Regions from separate parts of the Oncorhynchus mykiss genome. Here region 1 is linked to region 2. A link is a contact called in public Hi-C data. All regions are on one chromosome and are shown on one strand. Each heading gives the region's core, a stretch centred on a gene start, on an enhancer-like site or on the middle of the called end of the contact. The rest is flanking DNA. Distances are from core to core; before and after follow the strand shown. Region 1 holds the start of LOC110506262 (protein strawberry notch homolog 2). Region 2 overlaps LOC110506262 (protein strawberry notch homolog 2).

Evidence for each region. A called contact is a pair of places that touch in the nucleus more often than the background predicts.
Region 1: a Hi-C map of liver shows a contact between it and region 2, with 4 times the contacts expected there. The contact joins the promoter of LOC110506262 here to the enhancer-like site in region 2. A contact is called at or near these places in 2 of 3 Hi-C or Micro-C datasets (blood and liver).

Annotation. Positions count from the first base shown.
Region 1 is chr1:20,479,774-20,484,251 of USDA_OmykA_1.1, forward strand. It overlaps LOC110506262 (protein strawberry notch homolog 2), which reads right to left and starts at 2,039. Exons shown (of 29, transcript XM_036967004.1): 1 at 1,866-2,039.
Region 2 is chr1:20,370,739-20,375,084 of USDA_OmykA_1.1, forward strand. LOC110506262 (protein strawberry notch homolog 2) reads right to left here. Exons shown (of 29, transcript XM_036967004.1): 23 at 4,212-4,320; 24 at 3,910-4,125; 25 at 3,504-3,598; 26 at 2,138-2,230; 27 at 1,385-1,516; 28 at 836-1,103; 29 at 1-152. Among protein-coding and RNA genes, the nearest start is that of LOC110505853, 11 kb to the left of the region's middle. Within about 2 kb of position 2,448, at least 1 of the 11 cell types and tissues checked has an H3K27ac peak or open chromatin away from gene starts, as enhancers often do. A contact at or near this core is called in liver, where this site is marked.

The DNA.
Region 1 (4,478 bases), core at 789-3,288, 110 kb after region 2:
CAGCTGTCAGTGATCTACAATCCAGGCAAGCTACAATGACACATGCATCGCCTCCTGCTCTTCCCCACTCCCCTCTCATAACACACATAAAGCTTCAGCACAATGCATGTGTCAACATTTCCCCTCTTCACAAGTCCAAACAGGGTAAAAATGTTTTATCAAAATTAGGGATGGAAAAATGCTTTCAGTATAAACTTAAACGACTAAAGCCAGATAGAGAGTATGTAGATGATAATGAGATCTTTATATATTTTTTTATAATATGATCTTTGAGAACTAACAATCACAAATAAAAGCTACAGTCAGGGAGAATTGAAAATCCCCAAAACAATGAATTTAGCAGATTTTGTTACTATGTTAGAGCAAAAGAAAACAGCATTAGCCAAAGCAAAATGCATAGAATTGCAGGAAATGTTCTTTAAAACAGCAACATTTTCTTTCAGCTCCATGGTAGAATATGTAGAATGGCAGGGAATGAGCTTAAAACGGCAACATTTTCCCTCAGCTCCACAAATGTTCAATGTGTTACCAAGATGGGGGCCTCTAAAATTCAGCTGCTCTGACCACACCCATTACTTAAGCCCCCTTTTGAGCCAGAAAAACCCCTGCAGACAGGTCTGGAACTGCATTGTGACTAGAGTCCATATGCCTGCTAGTGCCTATGGCCCTAAACATGCCACATTCACATAGAAAGGTATTTCAGCCAAACAAGAGATGTGCTGCCTTGCCTTTGACTGCCAGTGACTTATCATGCACCTCACAACTCCATAATTATGTGTGGGTTTGCATGTAACAAATTGAAATAAATTCTAAAACGTCTGTTTTCCATCTGAGCCTTATCAATCTATATTCTATTGGGATATGGTTGACTACTTTATATCCAACCTATCAAAAGTACTAGCTATGAAAAGAGAGATGTTAAATGTAATGTGAATTAGAGTTCCAAAGTTTACATTAAAAGAAAAGATGGTCACACTGTCCACTGATTCAGAAAGGATTAGGAAAGAAAGCGGGGATGTGAGGGCTATCAATATCACTATGAGAAAAAGGTATACTTTCAATGTGGAAAACCTGTTGTGTATTCTGTTAACTACATAACGAAAGGTTCAACCGACGATCATTCAAATACGCAATACCTAGCTAGCCACTTAATTTAAAAAAACGAACGCAGTTCTTTAGTAAAGTAAAGGCTTTACATGTATGGTTAGCGTAATAGCCAACAATACCATAGACTTCGTGTAAACACAAGCCTTAACGTTCGCTTTCTAGCTACTATAGTTATTTCAAATACTTTCCAGATATCTAGCAAATATAGTTAAGGTTGTCTTTAAATGCATGTCCGATAAATAAAATAAAGTTGCTTTGATGACAAATCATGTCGCTACAATGCCGGGAACTAGCTATGCTAGCTAACTAAGCAGTACAAAAATATTTAGGGGAAATCTTTGGTACAAAGGCAGAGATAGCTAGCTAGCTACCACTAGCCAAGCCAAGGTGCTCTCTGAGATAACTAGTTAGTACTAAAAGCGTAGCGGCTGGCTAGCGGCTGGCTAGACATAACGATAGTTAAACGAAGATTGAAAACTACAAAACAAAAACATACATTTGACAGCAATCTTTCAGTAGCATTCAAAATAACGTTAAATACCACTTAGCTACACGTTCACCAACGTTAGCTAGCTAAACAAATAGATGCTATCGAAGTGCGACGACTATTAGCTTGCCTGGCTACCAAGCTAACTATGTTGCTCAAGCTGCTTGAGAAGTCTTGAGTCGATCGAGCAGGGGATTGATAGCTAAGGTTAGCTGACGATGTGTCGTTCGCGCCGTGTTTACGTTTTACGAAAAGCTGAAATTAAACTTACCACGAATGTGTTTCTTATTCTGAATACAAGATCCGTTCGCAGTTATGTTTTCAATCGAATTATTGCTTTAAATGGACCAAAACAAGGAATTTGGTCCAACTTTTATTTTCAGTTGTTTCCTTCACTTCCTGATAGACGCCGCCATCTTGCAAGCAGATATTTCCTCTGCTGTCGTCACTCCGTATGTCACACAGTGGGATACTCCTGCCGCGTTCAATTGCTAGTCGGAACTAGGAAACTCGGAAACTTTACGACCTGCTAATTGGTTGAATGCGGCACGTGTATAACTAAAACCAGTTAGCGAGTCGTACATTTCCGAGTTGCCTTGTTCCGACTAGTATATTAACGCAGCATCAGAGATGTCGCTCATTCATGGTGCACTCAAGAAACTGGGAACTCGGAAAATACGCGGTCAAATAATGACGTCGTCGATCTTCAGATCGGAAAGTCGGAGCTCTAAGAGGTCCGAGCTCCGGAGTTGGATGAACACAATTAGACCCAACCAAATCACGAGAAAACAAAACTATAATTACTTGACACATTGGAAAGAATTAACAAAACAACTGAGCAAACTAGAATTATATTTGGCCCTAAACAGAGACTACACATTGACAGAATACCTGACCACTGTGACTGACCAAAACTTAAGAAAGCTTTGACTCTGTACAGACTCAGTGAGCATATCCTTGCTATTGAGCAAGGCTGCAGTAGGCAGACCTGGATCTCAAGAGAAGACAGGCAATGTGCACACTGCCCACCAAATGAGGTGGACTTCCTAACCTCCTGCCAAATGTATGACCATATTAGAGACACATATTTCCCCCCGATTACACAGATCCACAAAGAATTTGAAAACAAATCCGATTTTGATAAACTCCCATATCTACTGGTTGAAATACCACAGTGTGCCATCACAACAGCAAGATTTGTGACCTGTTGCCATTTTCTAGTGAAGAACAAACACCATTGTAAATACAACCCATATTTATGTTTATTTATTTTCCCTTTTGTACTTTAACAATCTGCACATCGTTACAACACTGTATATATACATAATATGACATGTGTAATGTCTTTATTCTTTTGGAACTTCTGTGAGTGTAATGTTTACTGTTCATTTTTATTGTTTATTTAACTTTTATATATTATCTACTTCCCTTGCTTTGGCAATGTTAACATATATTTCCCATGCAAATAAAGCCCATTGAATTGAATTGAACGTTCTCCAGTCGGAGCATTTCCCCCCCCCCCCCCCCCCCCCCTGATTTCCCAGTCTTCTTGAACGCACTGAAGTCGGAAGTTGGAGATTTCTGAATTCCGAGTTCCCAGTTGTTTTGAACGCGGCAATAGTGGCTTGAAGCTCGTGGATTGCAAACAGTATTTCTTACCTGCGGAAGTTACTGACGATTTAAAACAAAATAAATAGATAAGTGAGTACAGAATGTACAGCAATAAACATAGCCACCAATTGCATTTAATACAATTTAGTCAACTGAACCACAGTCTATCGCCCACCTTCGTAACATTCTCAGCTATTTTGAATAGGCCTATAGCTACATGAGTAAAACAAGGCTGGGACCAAGGTTTGTTTGACTAGGCTGGGACCAAGGCTTGTTTGACTAGGCTGGGACCAAGGCTTGTTTGACTAGGCTGGGACCAAGGCTTGTTTGACTAGGCTGGGACCAAGGCTTGTTTGACTAGGCTGGGACCAAGGCTTGTTTGACTAGGCTGGGACCAAGGCTTGTTTGACTAGGCTGGGACCAAGGCTTGTTTGACTAGGCTGAGACCAAGGCTTGTTTGACTATGCTGGGACCAAGGCTTGGGTGTTGTCAGACATGGCTCTCACATCCTCTCCTTTGGTTTCAAAATAGGCTACAGACAAATAAAATGTTACGTGTCGCATGCGCCTTGCCGTGAAATGTTTACTTACAAGCCCTTAACCAACAATGCAGTTTTAAGAAAATAGAGTTTAGAAAATATTTACTATAAACACAAAAAAAGTGTTACACCATTACACCTTATTCAGCTTCCTTAAAGCAATAACAGAGCCACACAAAAAAGTAATCTCTGTACCAAATAATAATCTTGTACAAAGTAGCCTCATATTCTTATACTGTACATTGAACAAAATTAAATGTTAATTCAGCATCAATACAGGCATGGAAACCATAATTAGCCCATAATATTAATACATTTATATTCCCATTAAGGTAAACTAAGAAGCAGATTTCGATGAACAGAGGAGCTGTGTGTGTATCATTTTCTGGTTTCTGTCATTTTGGCTGCTGAGTTATTGAATGATGCAACTGGAAGAGGTCCAATTGTTTCCAGTAAACACAGCCTTCCTTGAACAAAGTACCCATTTTCCCAACAAAGGGGTAGAATGAATTACAGGGTGAGGTTAATAGAGACCAATTAACAAGGGACAGACAAGGTGCACATTGCTTTGTCTGGACAGAGGTGTATCACCTCTTACTTTTGTAGTTGCTTCTGCTTCAGCAATTATAATAACGTGGGCCTGGATTGGGGTATAAAGTTTAGATTGCACATAAAAACAGATGCCAGTAAGTCCTTTACAAACCAAATGAAAGATTATCCAACAATGATAACAAA
Region 2 (4,346 bases), core at 1,198-3,697:
CTGCCGCTCCTCGGCTAGCCGCTGCTCCTGGGCTCGCTGCTGCTCCTGGGCGCGCTGCTGCTCCTTCTCCTTGCGCCTTCTCTTCACCTCCTCGTCCATTTTGAGAAGTTCCTGCCGCACTCGGGCCACACAGTTCTCTGGGATCTTGATACCTAGGGGAGAAAGAGAGGGTATTATGTTTTAGTTTTTTTACCCCTTTTTCTCCCCAATTTTGTGGTATCTAATTGGTAGTTACAGTCTTGTCTCATCGCTGCAACTCCCGTACAGACTCGGGAGAGGCAAAGGTCGTGAGCCGTGCGTCCTCTGAAACACAACCCAGCCAAGCCGCACTGCTTCTTGACACAATGCCCACTTAACCTGGAAGCCAGCCGCACCAACGTGTCGGAGGAAACACTGTACACCTGGTGACTGTGTCAGCGTCGCCCGGACCGCCACAGGAGTCACTAGTGCGCGATGGGACAAGAACATCCCTGCCGGCCAAACCCTCCCTTAACCCGGACGACGCTGGGCCAATTGTGCGCCGCCCCATGGGTCTCCCGGTCGTGGCCGGCTGCAACAGAGCCTGGACTCGAACCCAGAATCTCTAGTAGCACAACTAGCACTGCGATGCAGTGCCTTAGACCACTCGGGAGGCCACGAGAGAATTATGTTTACATTTGTTTATACAAGTCGATAATTTGGCTCAGTTGGTTGGAGCATAATGCTGTTGTGGCGTTTGATTTTGGCAACCGAAAAACTAATTTGTCAAGACATTCCCTCTGATTCCCTTTCACAGAACCACACTTTGGTGATGGTGTGTGTGTGTGTGGGTTGTATGGAGTTGTTTAGTACTCACCGACTTGCTTGTTACTATTTTTGGTTTTGAGGCGTACGATCTGAAGGATGCTGGAGCAGGTGATGTCAGAGACCACGTCAGCCACATACTTCCAGACGCGCAGTAGCGCACCACACAGCATGTGGTACTGGCGCAGACGCATTCCCTGCAGACACTCCTGACCCTCCTCGATCTTCTTACACTTCCCGTTCCAGTTAGCATGGCTACATTTCCCAAAGGAGAAGTTGAACTGGCTCTCCCAGCTGTCCTTGGCTTGGTCTGGAGTCACCTAGGATGGGAACACAACACACAAGTCTTATGTTAAAGTGTTGAGTGCTGGTTTTTATATTGTACCTTAAACAATACGCAGGACTGCTCTTCCTGTTTCACTATTGTTTATTCCACTAGAGGGCAGCATACACCACACAAAAAACATAAAACATTTCCTGCCAAACAACAAAGACAAATCTTGTTGCCATGCGAGTGGAAACCTTCTATTGTGTGCATGTCAGTGTGTCTGTGTGTGTGTCTGTCTGTGTGTGTGTTGGTGCGTGTCAGACTGAGTCATACCTTGCGGTAGCGTAGCTGCAGGTTGTCCAGGCTCTCTGGGTGGGCCTGCTTCCCGATGTTGGGCTTGTAGACGATGAAGTTCCTCCCTCGACCCTGCTCCGCCAGCAGCACACACGGGTGGTTCCCCCGCAACTGAGGAAACCATAGGAGATGGGAATGTCTTTAAAGTTCTGTAAAATACTTTCATGTGTTTTCCTCTGGCCACGATTGAACTCCATCTGTACAATTGTTTTAAACCACAAATAAATCAAATCAAAAAAGAGGCGGAAGATTTATAGTGAGTTCAACTGGGAACCTGGCAGTGTTGAAGTGTTTGCCTGGTGGGACTATAGAAGACTGTCATTTCATTGTTGAATTGTATTATGAACCAAGTGGATTTAACTACAGTATAATTAAGAAAACTCCACATCAGGAAGGAAGAGGCTGTGTATATTGTTCACTCAAGCCACTACAATTAATACTGAACAAAATCCTAGTTAAACTCCTTCTTTAGGTTCATAACATGTATACTTTCATCCTACTCCCTTGATGTGCAATGAAAGAGCCACACTCCAGAGAACAGAACAGAGGCACCTGGACCCTTCTGATGTCATTCACCCCTGGGAAATAGCCAGTCTGAAAGCTGTTCTAGCTCTGCTTGAGCCCTGGGGAGGTACAGGTACTCACAGTATCATACGCTTCCTGGTACGTCTGTGTGCGTGCTGGGACATGCAGAGTGTCTCCCTGTGCTCTACGGTAGCCAGCTAGACTCACCTTGTGTGAGAGGTAGAAGCCCTCGTCAGGACTGTTGAGGTTCTGGACTTTCTCATAGGCCTCCTCCCAGGGCATACCTCTGTCCACGCTGATCTATAGAGGTGACATGCAGAGGATAAGGGTTAAAGGTTAGAGGTCAGAAAAGCTGCCCTATGGGAGAACACTATGCATGAATACCCACTGTGGGCACGATTCAACATTCCCAACACATACGCGGAAATCTGTGCGGGAACACACACATACACAGCTCTTTGTATCCTCTTTGTATCAGGGGCTCAGAGGCCAGCCAGGGGGGTTGGCATGAGTTGGGAGTCTACATGTGCTTTATCGGTCCTGGCTGTGTTGGCTAAAAATGTACACTCTAGGTTATCCTGCAGTGACGGCCAGGCAAGGCAGGGAGCCGAAGACACCAGTAATGATCATTTTTCAGCATTCTGCTACTCTCCCTCCATCTGGCTAAATATGATGTTCACCATCCAACCACAGGCAGCTGAAATGTCAACATTTTAAATCTCGGTATACCTGCTTGTGCAGAGCAATTCATTATTTTTGAGGTTGGTTCGGTGTCGGTTCAATTCTGAAAAAATAATTGCTGTTTTCGATTTCAACAATATATATATATTTTTTTATTCATTATTAAATAATCACATAAAAATTATTTTTGAGATTTTTAATGGAAATTCCAGAGCAAGGAAATAGTTAACATTCAATTACCAAAACATAGAAAATAGGAAACATTTTACTTAGTTTCATTTGAATTAATTTTGAATTCCTTAAAGTGATCATCTGCCTGTAGCAGTCAGCCCATCTAATGTTATCTCTGTGCTTCCCATACTGCACTGCAGGGCTGTAAAACTCATTCCATGGAGGGGAGGTTTTTGGTTGCCCTAGACAACCAGGTACGGGGAGTTCCATACTAATTAGTGACCTTAATTCATCAATCAAGTATAAGTAAGGAGCAAAAACCCGCAGACACTCGGCCCTCCGTGCAATGAGTTTGACACCTGTGCTGTACTGTCTTTAGTCATCCTTTTTAGCTAGGCTAGTCTGCCCATGTATGCTGCAGAGCTGTCTGACAAAATAATTTGACTAGTTTGACATTATATCACCTCTCTGGCTGCGTATGCAGGAAACACTGCTTTCTTGTTGTTTCACAGCAATGGTGGGTAGTGTTTAAAAATATATATATCACTAGCTTTAGTCTTATTGAAACTTGACCTATTTTATCTATTTTTCAGACCAGAGAACCAGCAGCACTCATTTAGTTACAAAACAAAGATCAACATGAAAATCTATATGAGGTGCCTGTCAAATATAGCGAGACAATTTGATTGTACAATAATGTACCAGTGTACCACGGGAGTACCTTGTAGAGCACGACCTGTCCGTCCTGGGGGTTTCCAACTGTCATGAAGGTCTCTTGCTTCTCCTCGTAGATTTCATCGTTACCTGGGGCCAGATCTGACAGAACAGGACACATAGTTCTAGTCAGGAGACATACCTAGCATCTCTATACAGATGCTCGGTACCATACCAAACCATCAGCCTCATGCTGCTGTTCATGGAAAGACATTCTAGGAAGGCCAAATGAAGTAGGCAGGTAGATTTATTTTAATATATGGAGGAGTATATACTGTATGGCGTAGTAGTCCCATACAATAGAATGCAGCCTTTTGTTCTAATAGTGTGGAGAGTTATTTAGCTTTACAACCTATGGGAAAGGGCACCATTTTATTCAGTCATGTTTTAAGTGTGAGTGTTGGACTCCATACCTAGGATTCCCATGTCGTATTTGCCCTCCTTTTTGTCCTTCTCGATCAGGTAGTCAAAGTTGTCGGTGAAGTACTGGAACAGAGAGTTCTGCTTGTGGACCTCCAGGCCCAGGATCCTGTTGAGGAACTTGGTGATGCTGCAGTCTTTCTCAGTGCTGAGACCAAACCGTGGCTCCTTGCAGAAGATACCCACGTCCATCATGCCATGCTTCATGTCTGAAACAGGTAATATAACAATTATTTCAATGTAGCTTTGGACTTGCATAATGTTTGGGACAATTTCCTACATGCACTCAACATACCTCTGAAGAACAGAGCATCACCCCCGGGGTAACCTTTGGGAGGGGACACCTTGCTCTCGATGTGGCCCAGGATGGCTTTGGTGATCTTATCCAGAGCCTTGGTACCGTACTGCAGAAACACACGGCAGGAAACCA